Linked DNA regions of Oryctolagus cuniculus: region 1 is linked to region 2. A link is a contact called in public Hi-C data. All regions are on one chromosome and are shown on one strand. The core of a region is the stretch at or near the end of the contact, and the rest is flanking DNA. Distances in the headings are between cores, read along the strand shown.

Region 1 (2,700 bases), core at 176-2,675, 110 kb after region 2:
TTTGCTTCCTGAAACTTGTGGGCCAAATCCCCATGAGATTGTTCATCAGTCTTGGGGTTTTACTGGAGTCTACATTCAGGTGATCTCTGAGAGTTTTTAATCACCTTGGAAACATGAAAACAGGCTCCTTGAATATGCACAAAGAGTATTTTTTAAGCACCATAGGAAACCAGAGCTTAGTTACCCCTAAATATAAGAAATGTGTTATAAAACTGCGACTGATTGGATAGCAGCTTTCATTAAGGATAGTTACCTTTCACTAGAGAAGTTACAAATACAGGGCTTTTGCTAACCACATGGCAGTGGGAAATAGCTCAAAAATACCCCATTGCCGTATTTATTTTATTCATTTTTTTTCTTTTAGAAATCAAATGGCTTTACTATCAAACTGCCCAGACTATTGCCAATACAGTCACCATCCGTGTGTATGAAGCAGTGCACACTAGTCATAGTCATCTGTATGGTTTGTAGAAAACCTGGTGAGAAGAAAAGTGTAGAGGACACACTCATAGAAGACATTTTGAACCTTAAAATGGAACTGTTCGTTTTGATGCAAACGTGTGTGTGTGTGTGTGTGTGTGTGTGTGTGAGAGAGAGAGAGAGAGAGAGAGAGAGAAAGAAATAGAGACAGAGAATTTCTCGGGACCATCCTTTCTAATATTACAAGTTGTCTAGCCTGAATCATTAGTACATTATCTCTGTTGAATGATCAGATAAATGAAAGCAATTGTTTATTCTGTGTGTGGAATGGACTAAACAGCATGGTTCAAATACTCCCTTTTTAGTTCTTTCACAATAAATTCAACCAAATTTATGGAGCGCTATCCTGTGCCAGGCACTGCCAGGCGCCAGAGACACCAAGATGAATGAAGCCACGTTCTGGTTTGTTAGGAATCTCTCTCAAAATTTGGGGTAGGGGGGCTGTCAGACCAGGAGTGGTGTGGATACCCTCGCTGCTGCCGGCTCTGGGAGCACCATACGCCCATCAGCCCAGGAGCCTGGCGCCAGCCAGGGTTCTCTGCATTCTCCAACAGCCAAACATTCAAGTTCAACTCCGGGGCCACGGCGCTCGCTCTGCAAAGCGCCAGGTTCCGTCCACCTTTCTGCCCGCGCGTCCGGGGACACAAGACCCCGTGCCCACTTACTTTGCCGCTGTCACTCACGCCGAGGAGGTGGTCCCGCAGCACCTCCATGGGGCAGGTCCAGGTGGAGTGGACGAAAGTCCCTCGGAAGATGTGCGCCAGCGGCGGCATCCGGGCGGCACACATGTCGGCAGCGCAACGCAGCGCGGGGTCCGCGGGCCAAGCAGGGCGCACCGGGCAGAGGCGCGGCCGGGGTTCCCTGCGGCTGCGGGTGGCTGCGGAGCCGGCGCGCACTCCGGCCTCGTACTGCCCCCGCTTCCCCCGGCGATCGCCTGCCCCCTGCAGGCCGCGCCCAGGGGCTGGCTCCCTGCCGCCTCAATGCCAATAGGATTTTTCTCCAGCGAGTTGGCTCCTCGCTCCTGTGGGGTGTGGTTTTCTCCCCACCTCTGCGTTAGTTTGTGATGTGTTAACTCTTTGAGTTATCAAAATCAACCTCGTCTACCTTTCTTTAATTGGCACCTGTAGAGTTGCGTCTGCCCGCCTTTTCTGCCCCCTAAACTCTTAAGGGTCACTTATTTCTTCCACCTGCGGCATCCAGGAAAGTCAGCTGGGGCTGACCAGTTTCGTTTTCAGCTCTTGGGGGCTGCGGAATATGTCTCCGTCCCCACCTGAGGTTCTGGGAGAGTAGCTTTCCCAACCTTAATGGAAATGAACTGGGGATTCATTTGGACCCCAAAGCTGTTCTTTTTACCTTAAAGCCAGTGTTTTGTGCCTGTCCACAAACAATTTCAATGTTAGTTTTTCTCATGCTTAAAATAAATGACTCTCTTTGATTTGCTTCCAGGTGTTCAAGGAGAGAAAAATTAAATTCTTAGATCGCTGGGAATGATCGCTGGGTGTGGAGGCCTGGATTCAGTTGAGACTAGGGACAAGGCAGGTGGGTCTTGGCATCTTCATTGATCTCCTTTGTGGAAATGGAGCTGAGACTGGGTTGCTACTTCTAGCTCAGATTCCCCTCTACAAAAACTGCTCCTGGCTCCCTTACTAAGTTCCTGCAGGAAAACCAACAGATTCCCTGATGTTTCCTGTGGCTCGACATCGCTCTCTTCCCATCACTTGGTCACCTCAAAGCCAGCTCTTTGGAGTAACCCCTGAGACCACAAAATTACATTTTTATTCCATTAACCTGTTTCGCTTCTGCCACTGTATCCTATTCATCCTTACTCATTTTGCCTTTATTCATTTATTCCTGCTTCCTTTCCCCCCAAACACACACACTCACCAGTAACAAAAGAATTGTAAGAGAATGGAGCATGTTTTATGCCTAGAACAGTGCTTGATGTTCCATACATATTTGTTAAATAAATGAATGACTTGTTTTTCTGTAAGCAAAGCAATAACCTGAGATATATACCTACTATGACTCCTCCATAAAGGGTGAGGGTCTCATTGCAGTGCGTGAGCAGACGGTCTCTGAACTGTTGCTTTTATGACACACAGCTGGCTTATGTAAGTAATTCATTCCCTTCTTGGTTCCTTCACCTGTCCAATCCCAAAGTCTCCGGTGACCAACTCATACTGCTTCCTGTGGAATTTTCTGGAAGTCTGGCTATCCAAG
Region 2 (2,700 bases), core at 143-2,642:
ATGGTACAGGGCCCAAAGATTTGGGTCATCTTTCATTGCTTTCCCAGCCACATTATTAGGAAGCTTGGTTGGAAGTAGAGTAGCTGGGACTAGAACCAGCATTTATATGAGATGCCAGTGGCGGAGGTGGCAGCTTAACTCATTATGCCACAACACCAGGCCCAGCAAACTGATTCTAAAGCTATGAACATTATACCTTAGTTTTTTTTTTTTTTAAAAAACTACATATACCATAGTGACTATCATAGTCACTATATATGTTGTTACATGTTGACCCACAGATAAATATTCTTTTCTGTTTTTCAAAAATTCATGCCAAAAGAAGAAAAGTGTTGTAATTCCTTTCTATCAGACTGATAGAACTCACAACAAAACTGAACAGAGAGCTCACACAGAAAAATAACATAAACACAAAATCTCATTTATTTTTGTCTGAAGCACAAAGAAGCTCACTCAACACAATAACAATAAGCAAATCAGATCAATATTGGAAAAAACGTCCCCATGAACACAACATATATATTCTTAGGAGCAGCAATCAGGAGTTTAACAATAATGCAAGGCAGTTTTCTCTAAAGAATGCTTTCTGACAGGCTTTGGGGTAGGAAATGGCAAATAAATTAGAGGCACATAACAGATGAGCTAAGAATAACATTTGATACTCAAGCCATGCAAATCTCTTGGGCTATGAAAGTCCTCTCGAATTTATACTGAATTTCATCATTGGCCTGTTTGAGTTTAGCATTTCACTAGAAACCATCCCTTCAACTCCCCACCTTGCACGCTAAGGGCTATGGGAGGGAAAGGGACCCTGCATGGAGAACAATGCTAGGCTTTCTAATAGTGGCCTTTCACAAGTGCTGCCTCTCATGCCATTCAACATTTTTTAATGTCATTTATTTGCATACTTCTTTAATGTACTTAGAGACATTTTAAGATGTGATGGTCCAAAGTCATACCTAAGAGATCTAAAATAGCAAAAGTGTCCTTTATGCCTTCTGAAAAACAAAAACCTTAAAAACTCTTACCAATGCACAGAACTAAAAAGTAATGTCAAGGCATTGCCCATGACGCACTCTCAGCCCACCCTATAATAACTCAGAATAATACTTTTTAAATGTGTGAAGGTCCAGAAGCATTATCAACTAAAAAAAAAAAAAAAAAAGGACAACAATGGAAAGATATCCAGTAGGTTCCAGAAGCATTCAATTCTGGACACCTTCCACACATAGCACAGGGCAGAATTTATACACTGTGCCTTCTAGCTTGTCTTTAAATCTTCCCATATGCCTAGTTTTGAGGTGAAAAGATTAAAAATAGGAAGAGTCTGGTAGGGAGTGAAGATTCAAAATACACTGCTACATCTCACACCAATTGTGTTTCCTCTCTATGATGTCAAGTGCAGTTGCCAAGTAGGGTATTCAAGAGCACCCTCAAAATCAGCTAAGCATGAAGAGGCATATTTCCTACCCTTCTTCTTTAAACTTCAGAATTCTCCCTGAAGTAAAAGAGAGATTCCAGGTGATTCAAAGCTCAGGGCACTGACTTACAAGGACTTCCTCCTGGTGAGAAGGGGGCTTCTTCCAAGACAATCTCTTGGAATCTAAAACTTTTGGCAATTCAATTAGGGAAGCTGGGAGGATAAACAAAGGAGCAGAGACTCCTTGGCCTCAGTTCATGAGGGTCACAACAGCCTTGTCCATCCTAATCTTTCATTTCTCATGTGTCCCTCTCTTACAGAAAAGAAATTCACCTTAGATAATCAGTCTGCATATTTATATTATTTGATTCTTGAGACTACATTTTTTACATTTTAAAGTGTTTTCTGGTGAAAATATTATGGAACATGAGGCAACTGGTGCAGGGTTTGGAGCGGAATCTGATGGGAAGTTTTAATCTCCTTGTTCCTGTCAGAGAGCAAAGTGTTCAGACACACAGCGACAGATAGGATTGGCTTGGCATGGTGCCTCTCCACAAGTTAGAACGTCAACCTACATTAGGCAAAGGCAACATTTCAAAGTGCAGAACATCTGGCCCCATGTGTGACTAATGCCTGTAGCACTGGAAAAAGCATATGTAACATTAGGAACACTGCACTCAAAGAAATAAAACACATAAGTTATAAAGGATGCAGAGAGATCAAGTACACGTAAACATTTCAACACGTTCTATTTTCACTAGAAAACATATTCATGTCTTAACATACTATCAGGGCTAAATTTAATGTATGCCTGAATGGTTATACATGGCCATTCTTCTTGGTTCTGATGGCTACACTTATTTATATTTACTGCATGTAAATCCTAAATCTAAATGAAAATTGATGTTCAACATTAAAATATACATCCTTAAGGAAGGTAAAATTGTGGGATCTTTCAAAGGTTAAAAGCATCTACTGCCTATTAATGGGTCTTACGCATCTCATATAAATTCCAAGCCTACTCATTGGGGTTAGACACCATTTAACTGAATTCCTTTCGCAGGAGCTGAGAGAGAATAGAAGACATTTGCCAGCACTGGAGAGAAATGGGAAAAAATTTGGCAGGTCATCTTTGGCATGGATCACGAAATAGAAACACTGGAAATTCATACCAAGACTGAAAATGGGGCTTACCAAGTTACTCAATATCCCACAAAATAAGCTCTTTTGTTTTGTTAAAAAAAAGACAAAAAATTGTTCCATCTTTAGGTATAGTGTAT

What was found. A called contact is a pair of places that touch in the nucleus more often than the background predicts.
Region 1: a Hi-C map of an unstated tissue shows a contact between it and region 2, with 1.8 times the contacts expected there. The contact joins the promoter of GDA here to the enhancer-like site in region 2. A contact is called at or near these places in 2 of 6 Hi-C or Micro-C datasets (ear pinna and an unstated tissue).

What each region holds. Positions count from the first base shown.
Region 1 is chr1:158,081,252-158,083,951 of mOryCun1.1, forward strand. It overlaps GDA (guanine deaminase), which reads right to left and starts at 1,426. Exons shown (of 14, transcript XM_002708206.5): 1 at 1,146-1,426. The coding sequence starts at 1,268.
Region 2 is chr1:157,972,364-157,975,063 of mOryCun1.1, forward strand. No RefSeq gene overlaps it. Among named protein-coding and RNA genes, the nearest start is that of ZFAND5, 100 kb to the left of the region's middle. Within about 2 kb of position 1,393, at least 2 of the 8 cell types and tissues checked have an H3K27ac peak or open chromatin away from gene starts, as enhancers often do. A contact at or near this core is called in ear pinna, where this site is marked.